3 separate regions of the Mus musculus genome follow, and regions 2 and 3 are each linked to region 1. Evidence: chromatin contacts called from public promoter capture Hi-C data. All regions are on one chromosome and are shown on one strand. Each heading gives the region's core, a stretch centred on a gene start, on an enhancer-like site or on the middle of the called end of the contact. The rest is flanking DNA. Distances are from core to core; before and after follow the strand shown.

What was found. Promoter capture Hi-C pulls out the DNA fragments that hold promoters and counts their contacts.
Region 2: a promoter capture Hi-C map of liver shows a contact between it and region 1, with 3 times the contacts expected there. The contact joins the promoter of Rsf1 here to the promoter of Thap12 in region 1. A contact is called at or near these places in 3 of 39 promoter capture datasets (liver and pre-B cells), 1 of 484 Hi-C or Micro-C datasets (CD4 T cells) and 1 of 9 other capture datasets (adipose tissue).
Region 3: a promoter capture Hi-C map of pre-B cells shows a contact between it and region 1, with 4 times the contacts expected there. The contact joins the promoter of Clns1a here to the promoter of Thap12 in region 1. A contact is called at or near these places in 3 of 39 promoter capture datasets (the C10 cell line, liver and pre-B cells), 1 of 484 Hi-C or Micro-C datasets (uterus) and 1 of 115 datasets of contacts at active chromatin or transcription factors (astrocytes).

The regions. Positions count from the first base shown.
Region 1 is chr7:98,701,533-98,705,135 of GRCm38.p6, reverse strand. Thap12 (THAP domain containing 12) reads right to left here and starts at 1,889. Exons shown (of 5, transcript NM_028410.2): 1 at 1,658-1,889. The coding sequence starts at 1,746. It overlaps Gm15506 (predicted gene 15506), which reads left to right and starts at 2,208. Exons shown (of 1, transcript NR_144495.1): 1 at 2,208-3,603. It also overlaps the pseudogene LOC108167485.
Region 2 is chr7:97,578,014-97,581,616 of GRCm38.p6, reverse strand. Rsf1 (remodeling and spacing factor 1) reads right to left here and starts at 1,721. Exons shown (of 16, transcript NM_001081267.2): 1 at 1,512-1,721. The coding sequence starts at 1,713. Aamdc (adipogenesis associated Mth938 domain containing) reads left to right here and starts at 2,120. Exons shown (of 5, transcript NM_001177945.1): 1 at 2,120-2,251.
Region 3 is chr7:97,694,585-97,698,187 of GRCm38.p6, reverse strand. Clns1a (chloride channel, nucleotide-sensitive, 1A) reads right to left here and starts at 1,531. Exons shown (of 7, transcript NM_023671.2): 1 at 1,319-1,531. The coding sequence starts at 1,458. It overlaps Rsf1os2 (remodeling and spacing factor 1, opposite strand 2), which reads left to right and starts at 1,721. Exons shown (of 3, transcript NR_154552.1): 1 at 1,721-2,076.

The DNA.
Region 1 (3,603 bases), core at 640-3,139:
TCTCTTATAAACGACATCCAAATTACTAGTAAATCCTGTTGGCTTCATCTTCAAACCTTATCTAAAGGCATCAATTTCCCTCTTCATCCTCTTCTACTGATCTGGATTATTGCAACAGTCTTCCCTTGGTCTTCCTGCTCATATCTTTACTTCCCTACAACTAACAAGCAGCCAAAAATCCTGTTAAGAACTCTTGCAGCTCTAAACTCTCCCACTTCACTCAGGATAACCACCAGAATATCTTCCATGGACAACAATTTCCTAAACAATTTCCGTCTCCCATATAAACCTCATCAGCAAGCATGCCTTGACTTCACTCTTACTGTTTCCAGATGCTTTTCCAACATATTGCACAGCTCTCCCCTTCCCCAATTCAATTTTTTTTTGTTGTTGTTCAGATTCATTATGGTGAGACTTTTTTCTGTTATGTTTAAAATAGAAACTGTGCCTCCGTTTTTTATACTTTTTTTTTTAAACGGGTTCATGAGACAAGACTCACACTACAGCCCTAACTGGCCTGGAACTTACTCTAACCCAGGCCTGCTTCAAATCTCAATTCTCCCTGCCTCCTCAGCGCTGGGATAACAGACAATGTCCACTGCTCAGCTCCCTGGCTATGCTTTTTTCTTTAATCTGCTCTGGTATATGCACGAGCGTTTTGCACTTTGAGCATACCTGGTACACAGGAAGGCCAGAAGAGGTTGTGTAATCCCCTGGAACTGAAGTCACCTAATGTGGGTATAGAACCCAGGCCTTCTGCGAGTATAAGTGCTCTTCAGCATTGAGCTATCTTTCCACCTGTTCCCTAGCTAAAAGCCCTTCCAACCCCTGCTGTATTTTTCTTCAGGATATTTTTCATTATTGGACACGGTATTATAAATATTTTACTTGCCAATTTCCCAAGACTTGAATGTAACCTCTGAGAAGAGGGATTTTCATTGGTTCATGTTACCCACTCTCATACTCTGACCAATTTCTACCAACTGTCGGCTTTCAATAAATATTTGCTCAATTAATATCATGCTATATTCAGCGCTCGTTGATAGATCTGCTCTCTCTCTCTGTGGATTAGGTGCTTTCTGCCGTCCGTGACAAAATTCACTCGAGTCTCCAGCACCTGACATGAGTACTTCAAACATGGTTAAGCACTGATTTTTAAACGAATGAGCCAACAGGAGAGCTCTGAGAACTACCTGCAGTCTATCACACTAAGTCCCTATGATTCTCAGACTACGTCCCAGATTATAAACTACCCCAAGGAAAAGTGAAGTTGCAATACCATATTCCCACGCCCTCACACTTGTCCTCTGTGGTCCCAACAACCAAGGGAGACAATGAGTAACGGTCGGCATTTGAACACTGGGTTGACAAGTCCGAAGGAGGCAGTTGTGACCTGATTTAAGATCAAAGAAAGCGGCTCGCCTCCAAACAGAAACACTGTCCTAGAAGAGACCAGTGACGCGGGGGAAGGCAGGGCCCCTGGGAACACAGCCCTGGAGAAGGGTTACTTCTTTGACAGCTAAGGAACCGCGTCGGACCACCAAAGGCGCTAAGCGCCCACTTCATCCGCCTTCGCGCCCCCGGGTGGCACCCACTGGGCCGGGTGCCCGCGAGCGCACGTGCGCGCAAGTCCCTGAAGCTTCCGCGCCCCACTCACCTGGCCGGGTCCCGCGGGAACCTGAAGAAGGCCAGGTCAGACTGCGTGCTCTTCCGTGTGCAGTTGGGGGCAGCGCAGAAGTTCGGCATGGTCGTCCGGCCGCCGGCCGGTCCAGCCCTCCCCTCCCCGCCTCGTCAGGGCAGCGCGGCCGCCCCGCGGGGCCGGGGAGGGGAGCTGGGCCGGCCGGCCGGCTCCGCAAGGCCGCGCGCGGAGGAGGGGCTGGCGCGCGAAGCCGCGAGGGGCAGGAGGGGCGCGCGGGCCGAGGCTGGGCTGGGGCCGCGGCTCCACAGTGCTGTGTGCGGCCGGGAGGATTTACCGCCGCCGCCGCCGCTGCTGCACCTCCAGCCCGCCCGGGACGCTACCGCCTCCTTCCCACAATGCACCCTGGCGCTGGAGGGTGCCCTCTCTTCCCTCAGCTATCCGCCCCCGCCCTCTTCGCAGGCGACCGTCCCTGCGGGCGGGCATGCGCACTCGAGAGGGTCGGGCCAGCTGCGTAGTCTCAATGCACATGCGCACAACCCAACCCGCGCAAGGAAGGAATTGCGCATGCGCTGTAGTCTCCCCGGGACTGGCGAGCGCAACCCCGGGTTATTCGGGTAGGTTTGCTGTGTGCGGGTTCCTGCAGATCCAGGGCAAGCTAGAACGTTACTTCACGGCTGCGTCTGCCCGGCTTGTGTAAAAGTTGTCACGGTTCATGCGTCCATTGCGTGAGTCACCGTAGACTCTTAAAGGCAACAGATTCGGGATGACCCTTGCGATTGCTTTGAAACAACTCGCGGGTTGAACGCAAACATGAGTTGTAGAGGATTTAATTTTTAACCCGTTTTGCCTTCCGGTTACTCTGTGACCGAATTAGTGCTAGATTGCTAGCCGCACACCTTGACTAGACGCTAGGGTAAAAGCTCAGAAAAGCAGTAACTTCCTTGGTGGTTTCCAGAGAGGCAGGAATAGTGCAATGATTAGGCCAGCAGCACCCTAGAGATTTTTACCTCAGGCTTCTCACAGTCCTGGCCTGATAACGTTCCTGTATGGTTTTGTTTCAAAATGAGTGGCCGCTATTTAGAACAAAGTATCAAATTTTGCGTAAAATCGAACACGTCTGCAAGTAAGACCCACCACTTTTGAAAGAAGCGTATGGGGGTGAAGTGGTGTCGAGGGCTTGAGTATTTGACTGGCACAAAAGGTTTAAAGAAGGGTGGGAAAATGTCTGAGATGATCCATGAAGTAGTCGTCCAGTCACCCACAGAACGGATGCAAATATCCAAAAGGTCACGGACTTTGTGTGAACAAGCAGTTAACAGTGAGAAGGATGGCTGAAGAAATTACATTTAGAGAAAGAAACCATTAGATTCATTCTGAAAGGAAACCTGAACACGAGAAAAACGTCTGTCAAAGCTATAGCAAGTATTTTGAAGGATCAGCCTGAACTTGGGGAAATTTGAGTGTCCATCTGGTCATTCAAAGGAAATTAAGAACGCTAGTTTATAGGTGAGGGAAAAGAGGACAAGTTCTGAGATGTGGAGTTAGCTGCAGCAGAGTGCTGATGAGGAAATGGCTCTGCCTGTGTAGAATCCCAGAAGTCGGGCCCCTGCCAGCCACCTTCTGCAGGGAGCATGCTCAGAGAGTAGGAGATCTGACGACTGCTACGGTATCAGACATGGAGATGCAGCGTTTGGAGTTTGCCCAGCTGGTTTCCTGTCTTGCTATTGGGATTACAATAAAGTGATTGGATGAATCTCAGAAGAGACTTTGAACTTTTTTTTAAAAGATTTTATTTATTTATTTTATGTATATGAGTACGCTGTAGCTGTCTTCAGACACACCAGAAGAGGGCATTGGATCCCATTACAGATGGTTGTGAGCCACCATGTGGTTGCTGGGAATTGAACTCAGGACCTCTGGAAGAGCAGTCAGATCTAACCATTGAGCCATCTCTCCAGCAACTC
Region 2 (3,603 bases), core at 472-2,971, 1.1 Mb after region 1:
GAAAGTATACGACCATTGTACCAATAACTGCTGTAGGATTAATACTTAATAACATTGTATATCACACATTTTCTCTACAGGTAATACTTTGAATAAGTTCACACTTGGGTCTTTCCTTAGCTATGTAAATACATCATATCGGAAACGTATTTTCTATACAGAACAAAAAAGCAACTCTGCTTTCTTAGAAAGGTCACAGCTATCATGCCTTGTACAATACCCAGTCCACCCTGGTCATCTACGCACAGATCAAAAGAAAAAGAAGAAAAGAAGACCTATTTGGGAAACGTTTCTTCTTTTGCCAAGGGCTGTCGCTAAACAAAGGCAATGTTCGGAGTACACAAATTAGGCTTCTCCTAGGGAAATAAAGTACCAGAAAAGGAGCGGAATGGATCGGGACTAATAGGGGAGAGGGTTAGCGCTCAGCGTGTAAAGACTGCAAGCAGCAAACACAGCGCTGAGATGCTCCAGCAAAAGAACCACGACCAGCAGCAGCAGCAGGAAGTTTCAATGGGGCCGGGCAGAGCATGCGCCCTGAACCCGCGCGGTGGCCTTATGTGGAAGGAGCACCACTTGCGAACACCAATAATAGACCAGCGGCACCAGAGAGAAACATGAGCAACAAGCACCTTCTTCAACTGTTTCCCCAGCCATCTGAGCCCCTCCTCCAGCCTACAGACTAACCACCCCACCCCAGCCAGCAAATGGAAGAGTGACTTCTTCCCTTAAGCCCTGTAGCTGAGATAGGGGGAAGGGATAGAGAAAAGTGGAGAGATGCTTTTCTATTATTTTGGGGGAGGTGGTGAGGAGAAAAACTATGGAGGAGGAGATATTAACCCTCTCCTACCCAGAGCGGAGAAGCTGGGCCGAGTTCATTTCCCCTTCCTACGCGAGAATAGGGGGGAAGCCCCCTCTCTGGTCATAGACTCAGATCTCCCAAGGAGGAAGGAGTTTGGGGGGCTAGACCAGCCCTCCAGGGGACGGGAAAAGGCAGGAGCCGACTCTCTCGGGGGAGTTCCCACCACCGGGAGAGCGGAGTGTCCGCGGGCCCCCGCCCACTCAGGTGGAGTGAGCAGAGGGGGCGCCGAGAGAAGATGGGCCCAGCCTCCCGGGAGACGGTGGGGCGGATTGGTGGGAGGAGGGGAAGAGAAAAGCGCAAAGCTGGCCGGAACCTGCGCTCCCCTTCCCCCGCCACCTAAAGGGGTAAGAACTGGAGGCAACACCGGCGCGGGGGACCCGGCCCCAGAGCGTCAGGCCGGCACAATACCCCCTCCTGGGCCCTAGCCCACACCCGGTCCGCGACGCCCCCACCTCCGTCCCCGCGGGGCACGGTGGCCCTAGGGGGCCTCCGCCCCGCCTCCCCAGCACCCAGGAACCCCCGGGCTACGAGGAGTAGGGACTCCGCGGAGGCCAATCCCTGGCGAGGGACGGCCGCAGAGCCCCAGGGTATCTATGGAGAGCTAAAGCGCGCCAGGGCCGCTTCCCGCCGGGCTTTCGGGCCGATCGCTTACCTTCTCCGTTGCCGATGTCTGGCGGCGGCGCCTGCAGCACCCGCTCCAGCTCTGGGAACGGCAACTCGGGCAGGTCCAGCAGCGGCCCGTAGCGTTCCAAGAAGGAGCAGACTACGGCGAAGTTGGGGCACGAACCCGGGCAGCCCGGAGGAGCCATCGCCGCTGCCGCTGCCGCCGCCGCCGCCGCCGCCGCCGCCGCCATTTTGAACTGGAGGATGGAGGAGGAGGGGATGGGGGGGCGGGAGGAGTTGGGGGGACCGAGGGATGGCAGGGTAGCTTTACGGACGACAGGAGGCGCTCTCGAGTGGACGCCCCTGCGGCGGCGAGCGTCTCGCGCCAGGCGCCGCGATCCCACAATACCACGCCGGCCCGGAGCAGTCGAGAACTGAGTTAGATCGGGGACAGAGAGGCACTCTGGGCCCTTCACTTTCCGCCCTCTTCCCGTCCCCTTCCCTCTACGACTTCAAGGCTCCGACTTCTTCCCTCCCACTTCGGGGTCGCTACTGCCTCGTGTGACAGGGGGAATGAAAACAAGGGAAGCGGGGCGGAGAGGTTGGGGGCGGGACTTTCTAAGAACGATAGCCAATGGGGGGAGGGGGCGGAGCTTCGGGTGTGGGCCGGCTGAAGGCGAATTCCAGGCCTGGTGGCTGAACCGCTGTGGCTCAGAGTCCCTCGGCTAGCTGCAGGGAAAGGTGAAGCACGGATCCGACTGGAGGAACAACCGCGAACAGAAGCGCTGCGTGAGTTTTCTGCGGGATCTGGGAACGGAGACGACCAAGAGAGAGAGACAGAGAGGGAGTTGAAGAGAGACACCAAGATGCAGCAAAAGAGAATGGCAGGGAGGAGAGAGGTTAGGAGAAGGAAAGGTGCGGTTGTGGCTTGGCGCGGGACCCTGGAGAGAAGTCTCAGAAAGTTTGCTGAGGGGTGTTGCCCTCTCCTGAGTGTTGTGTGACCAAACTTTTCCTGGGGGGACGGTAAACACATCTCACCCCAGACAGAGCTCCCACCGACAGACCGAAGTACAGATAACACCAAAGTCCAACTTGGCGAACCAATGCGTTTTATTTTAACAGGAGCATGGATAAGGGGTCACTTACAGGAGCAGGAATGACTCAGAGACAGCTGCGACCCCAGGGCCCACCCCAGCATGGGTGACAGATTATAAAAACTGCACAGCCTGCAGGCAGCTCACTGCGTTGGCATGTCCTTTCCAAGTGACTCTGGTCTGAACCTCTTCCAGGCAGCTCAGCTGGCTTCTGCTCCTCCCAGGCAGCTGGTCCCATCTCAGAGTCTTCTTTGCAGTGCAGCTTGTCTGAGAGGCTTTTTTTTTTTTTTTTTCAGCTCAACTTCCTTTAGTTTGAGAGAGACGATCACCTTTTACTGTTTGCTCTGACAGAGAGAGACCTAATGAATCTGGTTAGTTTCAGGGACTTCCTGAAGCTGTTTTGAGTTGTTTTACTGTCCTGTTTAAAGAGCTTCCTTGCCAGATGGAACCGGTGGACCAGGGCCTAAGGTACTCTGTGGATCACTAATGAGGAATTGCCTCTGCTGGGTGACCAAATCTGAGGAACCACTCTCTACTCGGGAACTAAGATGCTAAGAAGACTCTGGGCTCAGCTCAGGCTCTAAGTTGGCCAAGGTCTAGAGGGTGAGCTAGGATTCTACTTAGAAAGCTGGGAGTTCGCTGCACAGCAGTAAGCTTGTTAGGAAGCAGAGTTCTACTCCATTCCAGAGTTGGTTGTAGCATTCTCTCAGAAAGAATCCCAGAATGGGGAAAGTCATCAACAATGGAAAATAAATAGAACCTGCAGCTTAGGAAGCAGTATACTGTATGCTTAGGAGCAGGAAGTAAGTTTGAGTTGAACCAGACTTGAGTCCTATCCCTAATTACTTTATAACCTTCCGAAGTTTCTTTGTTACTTTGAACTTTAGTAAAGTGAATAATAATATCTACAGCATGGATAGTTCACAGTAAAGTGGTTAGTATGTTTTTCTGTCACATTGAATGTACTTTGAAAGATTCCTTCTTGTCCTGGCAGGTGGCAGAGTCAGGAAGAACTCTGAGTTCAGGCTATAGAGTAAGACTGTTTCA
Region 3 (3,603 bases), core at 282-2,781, 1.0 Mb after region 1:
AAAGTACCTTAGAGAGACACATGCTTCAAGAGTCTTCAAGTCTTTTGAAAGAAGACTTAGGAGAGAGAAGGAATGGAAGAAATAGACTGTAAACTGGAAAACATCTGCTGGGTATAAGCAGTAAGATCTTTGGTGATCTCCACAATTTCTTCTGCATGTGGAGTGGTGGAACACAGATATATTCCTAACTTTGACAAGATCCATTTTATTTGCCCATGTGTATTAGTCAGGGTTCTCTAGAGTAACAGAACTTACAGAATGAATGAATGAATGAATGAATCTCACAACTTCTTCCCTCCCATCCCTTTTCTTTCTCCCTCATGGCTACTCCAAACACATATACCAACCAAACTGCGCACCCACCCACATTTGTATTTCTAGTCGGTGTCTAAACACCCAGTCCCACTATCCACACTGTTCTCTGAACAAATAGCTCTTTACACGTTTATACCCTGGGCTCTGTAGTAGGCATAATCTTGGTCCCCAAGAGATTTGTTTTCCAGTGCCATGAAAGAAGGGACTTTGAATGTAATTAAGATTACTAATCTACTGATGGTGAAATAAACGAGATAGCCTGGATTTTCTAGGCAGGAGCAATGTTATAACTCGAGCTCTTAAAAGCAGAGGATTTCCTTTGTGGCCAACAAATAGAATATAGCAAAAGGTAAACCAGAGACTCTGAAAGACAGGAAAGAATGAGAAGAGAAAGAAAGAATGAAAGAAAGAGGGGGGAAAGGAGGGAGGAAGGGAAAGGAAAGAAATGGGGAGGGAGGGCGGGTGAACAGGAAGGTATGGGGTGGGGGTAGGAGGGTATGAGCGTGTATGTAGTGTGTATTTTAGTGGCATGTCTATGTTATTGTGAAAGTACTGAATCCTGCAGGTAGTGAAATAGAAGAATTCCTTCCAGGACCTGCACATCCAGGAGTCGGGTTCGGCTGGTTGTGACTCCGCCCTGCGTGGGCCTGAAGATGGTCCTTCCCCCCAGCCCCCACAAACACACACACTTGAAGCAGAACATCCCAGCTCATTAACCAAACGTCGTAACCCGTCACAATCTGAGCTACATATTCCACGCAGGGAAATCGTCTAGTTGACACGACCATTCCGAAAGCTAGGCCCACGGAAAAACTAACCGAGGCTCTGCAGACTCAAAACTCAACGTGACCACGCGCCAGGCTTGCAGGAGACAGGCCGGTTCGCACAGGTCGTTAGGGAGAAACGCGGGCTAGGGGACAGAACCAGCCGAGCTCGGGAGGGGACAATCCCACCCTGCCCGCACAATAGCGCCGGCCGGCTGGTCGGCGCCCCCCAACCTTACCTCTCCGCGATGTAAAGCGTGCCGGTGCCGAGCCCCTTCCCGTTCAGCACAGCCTCGGTGTCTGGCTGCTGCAGCCGGAGCCCGTCGGCCGACCCAGGCGGCGGGAAGCTTTTGAGGAAGCTCATTGCCGGGGAAAGCATCGCTCCACGCGAACCGAGAGAGGCGAGTACCGCAATCGCGGCTCGCACGGAGCTGCCCCGGAAGCAGTAGTCGTAGCCCGGAAGAACAACTTTCTCAGCGAGGGCCTTAGCATGCGGTTGACCATAGAGACGGGATGTTCTAGGCAACTCAGAGGTCCGCAGCGAGCCGGCTGGCTTTTGTCACGTGGCATCGGTTCCCCTTTCCCGCTCCTCTAAGGATGCTTAGAATAATCGAGTGTTTTCTATGTGGTTCTCTTTGAAGGTCATAGGAGCAAACCCCGAGAGAGGATGTATAAGGAATACCAAGCCTTTCCCAACAAAAAGCGGGAAGGGACCCAGGCCCCAGGAGTCCCTCGCCGAAGGAGGACTCACAGAAATAAAATCCACACGCATCTGGAGATCCCAAGTCTCCCGGCTGGGTGCACGAGTCTACCCTGCTTCCGCCTCGTCAGGCCTGTTCTCCTTGGGTTCACACAGCCATTTACCAGACCTCTTAGTCCCCACGTCGCCGGAGAGATCGAGCGCCCCATCCCCACGAGTCATGCCACGAGCACGAAAAGGTTACATTAATGATGGACAGTGCGCAGCAAGACAGTCAAAAGACTGCCCGAGGGAAAGGTAGGCCACTGGTTAGGAACCCTTGCCTTCCCTGTTCGCTAGGTCCCAGTGAATAAGAGCAGTGAAAACCTACAGGTTTGGTGAATAGAAACCCATAACAGAGACCTATAGACCACACAGCATACGGACTTTACCTCTTATATTTCTTCATGGATTCCTTCGTGGTTTTTGAGACAGGGCTTCTTTAAGTATCCCAGGCTGGCTTCCAATACATAATCGATTTGCACCGAACTCCAGTTTACTGGTACTACTATGAGCACCCATCACCACACTTGCTCAATTAATTTTTTTCTTTATGATACACAATATGAACACATTTTCTATTACCCACTTTAACAGATGGGACCTGAGGCATTAAACTCACAAGCTAGAGTTGGTGGATGGAATTCAGTCAGTTGACCTCTAGACTCCACTTTTTTTGGCTGTAGAATTGTAATATCTATGGGGCTAAGGCTGTTTAGGTTGGATAACATACATGGAGGATGTGATAGCAGTTTTATCTTTCTTTCTCTTCTTCCTCCTTTTTTCCCTTTGGATTCTTTTCAACAGAGGAATCTAAAGATTTTTTTCCTCACATATATGTATATACCTACCTACATACAGTCAGGTGTGAGCCACCCTGCCTGGGCGCAGTGACCCTATCTGCAAAGGCATTAGGCAGTCTCACAAGCTGACCCATGTCTCCAGTCAGTTCCAAGTGTTACGTTTTAAAATTTAGTTTGTTGTTAGTGAGACTAGGAGGCAGGTCCCCTGAACAGGAATGAGAAGGTGGGAGTGGAGTAAGGGAGGGGATGAGAAAAGATTCTAGAACTCTCTGAAGGTTAAAATCCTCGTCATGTGGATATAGATTGAGAGGAAGAATTTGTGACGATGAAGACAAGAATAGACAAAGAAGAGAGGTTAAATATCGTTTCTAAATTTCCAGTTTAAAACGTTGAGTAGGTGTGCTTTCTAAGTGGTAGATTTCAGAAAGAGGTTTTCAAGGTAGGTTCCAAGGGTAGCAGATAGAGTTCTTGCTGGATTAGCTTGGGTTGAATCCCCAGTACTTAAAAAGAGTAGCCTATGAGTCTGATTGGAGAAATGGTTAATCTGAGACATTCCCTAAGACATTTATTTGGTGAAACAAACAGTGCTTGGTTCAGAAAAGGAGCCCCCATGTATGTCAGAGAAAACTGGCAAGAACCAGTATAGTAGTTTCTCATCAATTTGTCTTAGTCTTCAGAATCATTTACATTGTAATAGCCCAATGGCAAGACATTTTATACAAGGTGCTAAGTGAAGAAAGAAATCTTAGCTGTGAAGAAGATCCCTCCAAGCACTGGGTGCCAGGCTCCAGCATTTTAATGCAAACCATCACCTGGAAACAACTGACAGAGCCCCGTAAAGATAAGAGGTTATAAGGGTTCCTGCCTTTGGGTAACAGTAAGAGTTAGGCTTACAAACCCACTCTTACTAGACCAGAATTACTACTATTAGAACATAGGGACATGTTCTAATGAGGTTTGATCATTATTATGTTCTTTATTT